2 separate regions of the Zea mays genome follow, and region 1 is linked to region 2. The links are chromatin contacts, called in public Hi-C maps. All regions are on one chromosome and are shown on one strand. Each heading gives the region's core, a stretch centred on a gene start, on an enhancer-like site or on the middle of the called end of the contact. The rest is flanking DNA. Distances are from core to core; before and after follow the strand shown.

Region 1 (5,654 bases), core at 1,621-4,120, 300 kb after region 2:
ATAGAGGAATGTCCCTTCCTTGAGTTACTTCACTTGAAATCCGAGGAAGTAAGTCAACTCTCCCATCATGGACATCTCAAATTTCTACATCATCACCCTGCTAAACTCCTCACATGACTTTTGATTAGTAGAACCAAATATTATGTCATCAACATGTTTTTGGCATATAAACTAATCACCATTGCAAGTCTTAGTGAAAAGAGTAGGATCAGCTTTCCCAACCTTGAAAGCATTAGAAATAAGAAAATCTCTAAGACATTCATACCATGCTCTCAGGGCTTGATTAAGTCCATAGATCGCCTTAGAGAGCTTATACACATGGTCGAGGTACCTGTTATCCTCGAAGCCATGAGATTGCTCCACGTACACCTCCTCCTTGATTAGCCCGTTGAGGAAGACGCTCTTCACGTCCATTTTATAATGCTTAAAAGAATGGTGAGTAGCATAGGCTAATAGTATGCGAATAGACTCAAGCCTAGCTACAGGAGCAAAAGTCTCCTCAAAATCCAAACCTTCGACTTGTGCATATTTTTTGCCATAAGTCTCGTCTTGTTTCTTGTCACCACCCCATACTCGTCTTGTTTATTGCGGAACACCCACTTGGTTCCCACAACATTTTGTTTAGGACGTGGCACCAAACTCCACACTTCATTTCTCTTGAAGTTGTTTAGCTCCTCATGCATGGCCAACACTCAGTCTGGATCCTGCAAGGCTTCTTATATTCTGAAAGGCTCAATAGAAGAAATAAAGGAGTAGTGCTCACAGAAATTAGCAATACGTGAGTGCGTAGTAACTCCCTAGCTAATGTCACCAAGGATTTGATCCACTGGATGATCCTCTTGAATATTGGTGCAGACTTGAGTTGGAGGTGCATGTGATACTTCTCCCTCCTCCTTTTCTTCTTGTTCTCGTGCTCCCCTTGATCCATGCCTTCGGTTACCCGAGACACCTTCAGGCGCCCATCGTCTTGAGGTAAGCCCTCAAGCACCCGAGACACGCTCAGGTGGCCGTTGTCTTCTGGAGACACCCACAGGCGGTGAAAGGGAAATGTGCCATTGGGACATTTCTAGTTTGTTTTGGTGATTAAATGCTCAACACATTGTCTTAGACTAACATCGTGATGTATGAGTATAAGCACGAGTATTTGAATGGTAAATTGAAAAATAGGAAAAATGCATTTGGTATGTTCACCGCGGTTTATGGTACACTCCATGTTTGCACGTATGACTTTACAGCCATACGACCGCTACACATTCTATATAGGTCTTGAGTGCACTGAGTTTAGTTTGCCTTGTGATGTCGACCATCACATATTTAATATGTTCTACCTAAGATGTATCAACTAAGATTATCTCTAGCAGCTTACCCATCATCTATCCCATCTTATATCCTATTTCAAACTCTACTATGTGAACAATGCAAAACAATATTTTAGATGACCATATAGATAACCTGCTCGACATGATCGAAGCTTTTGCTAAGAAGCAGTCCGTAGCCCCTTGATGATGAGGGGACACAGACAACGAAAAGAGCATCTAGTGTAATGGTTAATGCTTTCGAGTAGCACCTCCAAGGCCTTGGGTTCGACCCCTCTCGGGACGATTTTTGGGCTTGGTTAAAAACTCTCCTCGCTGTGTCCCACCCGCTCTCGAGTTACGTCATGCGCGTCATCCTCCGACTGAGCAGTTGTAGAGTGGGTGGTGACAGCCCACTAGTGACGGGGGATTTTCTCGGCCGAGGTTATGTTTATGTCTCTTCTTAATATAATTCCGCGAGGGCGGTCTTTCCCCCTTCGCCCGAATTTTTAGGCGGTGATACAAAAATTCTGCATAACCACTATATCTAAAACAACTCTACAAGTGTTGACATGGTATGGTTAATTAAAATAATGTCAACACATAAACAAAAAACTAAAGAAAAACCCACAACTTTTTTTTATTAAAAATGAACATTAGAGCGTTTTGAAGAGGGCCCTAAACAATGTTGTATTTTAAAATATAAGCCCCGGAAACATAAAACGACACCAATATTGATCCTATTTTATTAAAATTCATCAAACTATTATATGTTTCGGTCTCTGGAGTCTTAAATATAGTACCTTATATATTGAAGTCATATCCTTATTTTTTCTTAATCTACAATTATTTATTTTCTAATAACAAGATTTATTTTCTAAATATCTGCTGGAGTAATTTTTTTGATGTCTAAAATATTTTAACTACAGTCTTATTTCGATTTCTAGAGCTATATTTTAGAACTCATGGAGATGGTCTTAGACCAACTTCAGCATGTCGTACGTATGTTTAACAATATTTTTAGGAACAATTGGATCTATACCATTAAAAGATCCAAACTTTAGATATATACCATGGACCCACATGTCATTGACTCATGTGGATCCACATGTAAGTGAGATAGTAATGGTATGGATCCAAAGTGGTGATCTTTTAATGGTATGTATCCAAATTTCCCATATTTTTACTATAGATGTATTGTTTGGAGATAAGATTTTGAAATATGGAGTAAGATAAGGAGTATAATAAAAAAAATCTGGTGTAGATATTATTAGTCCACCACAGCTGTCAGCCGGGTTCCCTGAGCGCGCAGCGCAGCCTGTGGACCATACACTTTCACCCGCCCCGACCCGTCAGTAATCGTGCCATGATTGCTTTTCGACCTGTTCCCAGGGCCGATCCAAGCCGTCCGTCTCCTCACCAAGCGGCCCGGATCCCTCCTCTCCGGCCACCCCAAAACACGCCCGACGCCAGCGCCACCGAAATCCCCCAACCCATGCAGCGCAAGCATTACCATAACCTCCTCGCATATCGGCCCGCGCTGCTGCCGGAAGCAGATCGGAGCAGCCTCTTCGGCTCTTGGCGACGGATGTTGCTCGCTTCGTTTACCACGACCAGATCTGCGATGGCTTCTGCTCGCCTCGCTCGCTACCCACCAGATCCCGGCGCCTCCCCCCTCGTCGCTCAATTCTGCTCCGCCGCGCTGCGATCGATCCGCTCCCAGACGACGATCGCCCGGCGCGGATCAGCAGCCGCCGGGGCTGCTCCGGCGTCGCGAATGGCCGCGCTCGCCGGGCCGACAAGCAGCGCAGATCGTGGGGCTCGCCGGCGGCACCGGCTTCGGCCTCGTCTTCCGTGGGGACGGCAGGCGCGAGGCGGTGCCCTGCCCGCCGCGGACTGCCTCTGGGAGTTCGCTTCCGTTACGGCACCTGCCATCCTGGCCGTCGGTCGGGGGCTGGCGTTCTCGTGAATCCCGTGGTGGGCCGGGGGCAGAAGCGGTAACTCGCCGGGCCAGGTAGGAAGTTTTGCCTTGCTTGCTGCGTTGCCAATCTCGCTTATCCTTTCCGTGTTCCGTCCTTTCCGTGTTCCGCCTTTTTTTGGTCACCGAATAAATAAATGAAACAAATAAATAAAAGAAAACAGCCTGTTATTAAATGGGCGAAATCCCGGAATTTATTTCTTTTCCCCCTCCCGGTTCTCTCTCTCTCTACGCCCTACGGGGGGCCGCGGACGTGAGGGGCGCGCATCAAATCGGGCTCAGGCCCGGCCGGGCGCATCCGCTTTATCGGCTCACGTTGGCGCGGCCTCCGTTTCCTCTCCCATTTCCTTGTCCTCTCTCCCTCTCCCTCTTCCTCCCTCACGGCCTCACCTCTCCAGCCTCCCGCTCACCTCTTCCACCTCTCTACGCTCCCCAGAGGGCCCCAGACGCACCGCCGACGACCCCCGGCGCGGGCGCAGATCAGCGTGCGCCGTGACCTGCCCGCCCTGCCTCCGCTGCTTTCGACCCTGGGAGCGCCTGCCCGCGCCGCCGGGGCGCTTCGTATCGCCGCTTCTCTTTTTGTTCCGCGGCTCTTCCTCGCCGGCAGGCGGCCGGCTGCTGCCCCGCCCACGCCGCGTCTACGTGTCCTCAAGGGGCTGGGCGCTCTTGCCTGTCAAACCTGGTGCCGCCTCCGGTTGGAAACCGTGAGTCCTGAGCTCATGAATCCGTCTCGCCGCGGCCGGCAATCTGGGCTTCCTTAACCTGACGGGCGCGTGGTTCCCTCTGACTCCGTGCGTGCGCCTCTGTGTAGGTTTCTTACGGGTTAGGAGCAGGAGGTCAGAGACTCCCCAGAGTTGGCTTCGCCGCGCGCATGCGATTTGCGGCGGCGGCCGAAGCCTCGTACAGCCGCCGCTGGGACGACGACGACAACGGCGACGTGGATGCCTCCGCCGCCGCCGGATCGAAGGGACTATCTATACCGGGAGGGCCGCAGGCACGACGGCGGCGTCGGCGACTCGCTCCTGCCGCCTGCCCCCACGCCGCCGCGCTGGCGGGACTCGCCGTACCACCCGCCGCCGCCACCGCCCCTTCGGGACCCCGCGCGGCCCTCGCCGCGCCGTGCGCCGCCGTTGGCCTCCTCAGGTGGGCATGCCCCCCGCGAATGCTCAGATCTGAGGCCGCCGCCGCCTCGCCGACCCCCTCTGGTGCCCCTAATTTCCTCCAACCGCTCTGCTATTTCAGAAGGCTACTACCGACAGGGTGGCGGCGCGTACGACCGTTCCTACCCTGATGACCCGCCGTCTGTCTACACGCCGTCGCGCTCGGACCGGTACTGGCCGGAAGACGACGACGGGGGATACAAGGGTTTCGGTCGGTATGGCAGCGGTGGCCGCAGGGACGGCCGTGACATGAGGGGTTCATACCGGAAGTCCCCATACAGGGGCGGCTACGGAAGCGACTTCTCCAGGAACCACTCAGAGCAGCCCCCTCCGCCACCACCCAGGAGGTCTCCCTTGAGGTCAGTTGCCGTTCCGATCTGCTATGACCCTCCGGGCAATAGAATTAACAGAGGGGACAGGGACAACCTCCCACGGGTGACACCATGGCGGAGAAGGGAGAGCAGATCTGAAGTAGCCGATGCTGATGGACCGCTTTCTGTTGGCCAAAGTACTCGGCTCTCTGCTTCAGGGAAGGAGGCTTCAGCTCAGCCTCTGGCCGCGGCAGGTCCTCACGGGACGGAAGACGAGGCACCAAGGAAGAAGGCACGCCTTGGATGGGGTCAGGGTTTGGCCAAGTATGAGAAGCAGAAGGTGCAGGGTCCTTCGGATCCCGCTGAAGTTGTTGCTGATGTAAGTTCAGGTGATGGCGAACAGAAGACCTCCCTTGCGCCTGCGCCTTCTGTTGCATCTGTATTTCCTGCTGCACCACTGCCTGAGTCTGCACCAGCACCTCCTGCTGCTCTTGCACTTTCGTCTGCTCCTATGCGATGCTCATCTCCAGTTACTGCACCGCCATATTGTTCCTCAGGTATGCAACCCGTATTGATTTTTGATCCGTCTCCTTGCTAGCTTGATTGATCTTAATACCCGGTTTCCCTTCTGGTTTCATACACCTTGTACTTTTGTTTGTTGGCTTGGTTAATATATGTTCCGTTCTGTTGTTGAATTAGTTCTAAAATCATAGTGGAACCAAAGCAGTGTGTGCATATTTGCAAACGAGCTCCTCCTGAGGTTCACACATTCCCTTGGTTGCCATGTATGTCATTTGTCATACCTGATTGACTGAAAGCATACCTTCCCTTGGTCTTCAACAGTAATTCAGAGATCCTTCGATTTTCATTGGTCATGTTGGGCAGTAACCTTCATTCACCCTTTTTTTGC
Region 2 (5,753 bases), core at 1,574-4,073:
GACCCAGGGGCTCGGACTCGACCACGGCCACGGAAGACAGACTCGACCTCGACCTCGACCTCGGAGGAGCCCCCACATCGCCCAACCTAGGGCGCAGACCAGCCACGTCAACAGGAGGCGCCATCATCACCCTACCCCAAGCTGACTCGGGCCACAGGGAACGAGACCGGCGTCCCATCTGGCTCGCTCCGCCAGATAGGCAATGATGGCGCCCCGCATACTCTGTGACGACGGCGGCTCTCAGCCCCCTTACGGAAGCAAGAGGACGTCAGCAAGGACTCGACAGCTCCGACAGCTGTCCCTCCGCCAGGCTCCAGCGCTCCTCCGACGACCACGACATCACACGAACCAGGCGCCAAAACCTCTCTGGCCGCCACGATGGCGTGTACTTAGGGCGCTAGCTCTCCTCCGCTAGACACGTAGCACTCTGCTACACCCCCCATTGTACACCTGGATCCTCTCCTTACGCCTATAAAAGGAAGGACCAGGGCCCTCTTAGAGAGGGTTAGCCGCGCGGGGACGAGGACGAGACAGGCGCTCGCGTGAGGCCGCTCGCTCCCTCTCCCGTGTGGAAGCTTGTAACCCCCTACTGCAAGCGCACCCGACCTGGGCGCGGGACGAACACGAAGGCCGCGGGATTTCCACCTCTCTCACGCCCATCTCCGGCCACCTCACTTCCCCACTTCGCGCTCGGCCTCGCGCCGACCCATCTGGGCTGGGGCACGCGGCGACATTCACTCGTCGGCCCAGGGACCCCCCGGTCTCGAAACGCCGACAACAGACATACAGAACATAATATGAGAACACTTCAAGTCTTCATGATACATGCTCACTAGATTTTTAGTTTTTACGGATATCTACGGGTAACCCGCGGGCGACAAAAAATATACGTACCCGACCCGGTTTTATCACGGGTCGGGTACGGGCCAGATCCACGGGTACAAATTTATACCGGACCGGACGAATCGGATATCTGATGGATATCGAACCCACGGGTAAAATTGACATCCCTAGTTTGGTTGGTCAGCCTTTTGTGAAGCACATCAAGGCAGCATCTACTCAACCATGTTGCTACTAGAGCACATGCATCACGACAACACCTCGTCAACCATAGTGGAAAATAGGCTCATTAAAAGAAGCTGAGGTGACATAATAGGCCCATTAAAAAATGAGGTGACATAATTTGAAATATTTAAAATATTTGTTAAACTAAAAATAGATAATTATTGAAAAACACAAAATAGGTATCATCATAGCGTATAGGATCAAGACAAAATAGGCCCATTAAAAGAATCTGAGGTGACATAATTTGAAATATTTGTTAACTAAAAATAGAGAACTATTGGAAAACACAAAAAAATTAAGTCTCTCTTATCATTTAGCAATTCTCCATATTTGTTTTTAGGGAATATTTTACAAAAAATAGTGGAGATGCTCTAAAGTGTCCGTAGCCGTATAAGATACCCACCTCGTGGAAAATAGCGCACCTGCAAATGAGTCTGACTGGATGCGCGCGGTAGCAGAATCGTTTATGGGCAATTCCTTATATGTCACCGGAAAATATACCTATTCTTCGTGTGTCATTAGTCCCACATATTATACAAACACAAAAAGTTATCTATATGATACTTGGCATACGAGGAATAAGTATAAAATCTGATGACATAAACATAATTTTTCCAAACTTTTTATGGGCCGCATGCATGGGCTTGATTCGGAGATGCTCACAGGTCAACAGGCCGAGGACAAACTTTTAAAAATTGGGGTGCTATTGCTCGTGCTACAGACACTAGTACTAGACTGTCTAGCTAGGGGCAGAAAGGTAAATTAAATGAGAGACGACTTCGGGTGCACGTGCACGATGTGTACCTAGGAGGAGCAGCACTTGCACTTCCACCGTTTTTTTCGTCCGGTTGAGATGCTCCGAAAGTCCGAATCCTCTCTTGATTTGAAAGGTTTTACACCGCTCTGCTTTTAGCTATATTTTTTTTTAAAGATGACCTCCGTCTCGCCAACCACTGCCATGCCCTATCCGCGAAACTGTATTTACCTCTCCCATCCTGATGACCCCCGCCGACTCGCCAGTTGTCGCCGATGCGTCCCACCCTCGGCACCGCCTTCACCTCCCTCATAGACCATATTTGGTACAACTGCTGCTTATTGAAAAAACAGCTTATTTGATAAGTTGGTGAAAAGCAGCTTATACTTGTTGGCTGCTTTTAATTCATTCTGAGAACAGCTAAACTGATAAGCTGCTGGAGAAGCTGTCTGTTTGGCAGAATTTTGACTTAAATTTGTGAAGAAGCTGAAAATAAGCTGTGTCAAACAGGATCATAGACTCGCGAGTTGTCGCTGATATATTTGTTCGGTTTCATGTATTAATTTGTTGTGCCTTATTTAATATTTATATATATATGCCGTCTAAAACGCACTAGTGAAGATATATACTGAACGGAGCAAGTACATTTGCACGCTACGGTGGGCCACATGCCTGCTAGAGTACATGGTTTGTATTATGCATACGCTCCAGGCTACACGTCACTGTGTGGACCCCGCTGCTCCGTGCGGTGCCGTCACATGCGCAACAGAAATTCAGTCACGTTTTGCTATTTGCGTGCGTTGCTTTCGCCCGCCGCATCAGCAGCATTCAGCAACGTACAGCAGATCGATCTCTTATTGGTCTAAAAGATAAACCAAGTATACTCTGTCCGATTAGCTAGCTAGCTAGCTAGCGGCTGCCTAATCGAGCTAGACACGAAGCGCTATCGGCTTGACTAAAGCTATACTGCCGGCCAAAATATATATAGCACGCATGACATGATCGACACACACACACACACAGCACAGCAAAAGAACCTGTGTGCTAGCTGTGGCTGTGATCCTGTCCTCCTCTCTAGCTAGTAGCTATCTCCATGCATCTTCTTTAATTTTGTTCTCATCTCCGATTCTCAGATATCCTCTTCTCTGGTCTCTTTATATATATCTATCTATCTCTGCTCCAGCTCCAGATGATGAGATGAGATGCTGGCATCATATCTATCTTTTGTTGATCTGATCCCTTAGCTTGCTGTTGATATACATGCATGCATAATATTATTATTAGTAGTAATTCCGTCGTCAGGCCAGCGTTCGTTGTTCACGCTTGGTTCGCCGTCGTTGACAAATATCGGCGAATTGAAGCTTTAGGCTGTGCTCAGCAGAATTAGCAAGTGCAACGCGCAGTGTCCAAGAGCATCCCAACAAGGAAGATATATCGAAGGCTGCAGTGATCGATCGATCGATCGAGGATGGAAGGCGCGGCGGCTGGGTGGCCGGAGCCGGTGGTGAGGGTGCAGTCGCTGTCGGAGAGCGGCGCGGCGACGATCCCGGCGCGGTACGTGAAGCCGGAGGCTGAGCGGCCGGCGTCGGCGGCGGGCGAGGAGGAGGGCGGCGGCGGGATCCCCGTGGTGGACCTGTCGTCGCCGGCGACGGCGCGCGCGGTGTCGGAGGCGTGCCGCGACTGGGGCTTCTTCCAGGCCGTGAACCACGGCGTGCCCGGTGAGCTGCTGCGGCGCGCGCGCGGCGCGTGGCGCGGCTTCTTCCGGCAGCCCATGGAGGTGAAGCAGCGGTACGCCAACTCGCCGGCCACGTACGAGGGGTACGGCAGCCGGCTGGGCGTGGAGGCTGGCGCCCTCCTCGACTGGGGCGACTACTACTTCCTCCACGTCCGCCCGCCCCACCTCTGCGACCCGCGCAAGTGGCCCCACCTGCCCCCCGGCCTCAGGTACATTAACTACTACTTGTTTATTTATTTTTTATTATTATACTCCATCTGAGGAGGATCGGATCATCGGAGGAGTTGATGTACTTACGAGCTTACGGCAGGAAGACGACGGAGGAGTACAGCCGCGAGGTGGCGGCGCTGTGCGGGCGGCTGCTGGCGGCCATGTCGGCGGGGCTGGGCGTCGGGGAGGCGCGGCTGCGGGAGGCGTTCGGCGGCGCGGAGGGCGCCGGGGTGTGCGTGCGCGTGAACTACTACCCGCGGTGCCCGCAGCCGGAGCTCGCGCTGGGGCTGTCGTCCCACTCCGACCCGGGCGGCATGACCGTGCTCCTCGCCGACGACCGCGTCCGCGGCCTCCAGGTGCGCCGCCGCGGCGCCTGGGTCACCGTCGACCCCGTGCCCGACGCCTTCATCGTCAACGTCGGCGACCAGATCCAGGTATGCGTATTACAAACAGACACAGTCGTTGACGCGTGTTTGGTTCAGGGCTTATTAAGTCACATGCATCCCTCCCTCGTGGTTGCCCGTGACTAACCGTCGTTGCCAAGTGATGGGTTAGCTAGCTAGTTGTGTAAACGTGGCAGCCTCACAAAAGCCATCGTTCATTTCACCACGTACGACACGCACACCGGCCGTCCCTCAGTTGTTAACTGATAATTACGTATGTGGCCGCCAATAATAATCCACCTGGCCCGTAATGATGGTAGTTAGCTTGGACGCACGCATGCCCGTCGTGTCGAGCGATGAGTTAGCTGGGGATAATGATCTGCAGGAAGACTTGCGCGTACGCGGGGTGGATGGATGGATGGCTAAAGTATGCAGAGAGCAGTAGTGCGCTACTAGTTAGATGCTAATATTAGCTATATACAGCAGTTCTAAACACCCTCAACTAATTCTTAATTGACCCACAGCTAACAACTAGTTTATGAAGCATTAAATATGTTTTGGACATAGAAAAACCATCGTGAAACCTTTGCATTGAGAAAGGGTAGGTCTATAAGTAGTGTGTTCTTGATGATGTGTTAATATAAATATCGTTTATACAAAAGGGGGGGGGGGGGGGGGGGGGGGGTTGTCGCCTTGTCGGGACTGGTCTTAGCTGGCTTAACCCACCTACAATTTATCAGCTGGCTAACTAAGCTAACTACTAGTTATAAGAGTATCTCTCCAAGAGACTACTTAACTCACCTAACAATTCATTAGATATGTTAATTGGTTTCCTCACCGGCTAAACTTTTTGGCTAGCTACCCTGAATAGCCAAACTAAGATGATACATATAGAGAGCTCAAAATGAAGAATCCCTTGATGAAGATGCTCTAATGGTTCTAAGCAGGACCTCAATTAGCTATCCAGTACTAGAGAGAACGACGAGTATTAATTAGCACTCTCGCATAGTAGTAGTAGAGAGAAAGAGAGAGAGAGAAATGATCTGTTGTATCTGATGATCTCATGGTCACGCGGGCGATCAGGATCAGCTGCACCCGTCCAGTACGCACGGCCAGGAATTTTACTTACCCTTTTGGAGGGCACAAGCACTCACATCATTCTGGTGGTGCTTCGCTACACTAGTGCTACCCCTGCTAGTACTGCACTACTAGAGAAGGAAAGAGCGCGTGCAGGTGCAGAGCGCAGCAGCTGAGCAGGCAGCAGCAAAAAAGAAAAAAAAGATTCCCATATCGCTCGCGACCCACGGTTTGAGACCGCACGCACCACGAGAGGTGAGGTGATTGATAGCGTACCTAACCTACTTACTCTACTCTACCCGTCGTGTGGGCCCTTCACCAAGACGAGTTTCCAAAACGGGCATACGCCCACGTCAGGACCCAGTCATCGCACACGCACACAACCCAAACCGAGGCCCGTCTAGTGTAGTGTAGTGGGCCCGCGGCCGCCATCAATGGGATCTGCGTCCCATCTCGGCGGGCGCGAGGTGAGGAGAGGAGTCGTCGTCGACGACGACGAGTAGTCTGCCTCTGCTCCGGCGGGCCGGAC

What was found. Hi-C and Micro-C count contacts between places; a contact is called where the count stands out from the background.
Region 1: a contact with region 2 is called in a Hi-C map of endosperm, with 2.8 times the contacts expected there. The contact joins the promoter of LOC100384382 here to the promoter of LOC103629177 in region 2. A contact is called at or near these places in 11 of 25 Hi-C or Micro-C datasets (bundle sheath, ear, endosperm and 4 more).

What each region holds. Positions count from the first base shown.
Region 1 is chr6:34,614,495-34,620,148 of Zm-B73-REFERENCE-NAM-5.0, forward strand. It overlaps LOC100384382, which reads left to right and starts at 2,871. Exons shown (of 5, transcript NM_001362355.1): 1 at 2,871-3,309; 2 at 4,085-4,416; 3 at 4,516-5,301. The coding sequence starts at 4,215.
Region 2 is chr6:34,317,068-34,322,820 of Zm-B73-REFERENCE-NAM-5.0, forward strand. LOC103629177 (probable 2-oxoglutarate-dependent dioxygenase ANS) reads left to right here and starts at 2,824. Exons shown (of 3, transcript XM_020539849.3): 1 at 2,824-3,763; 2 at 3,865-4,198. The coding sequence starts at 3,288.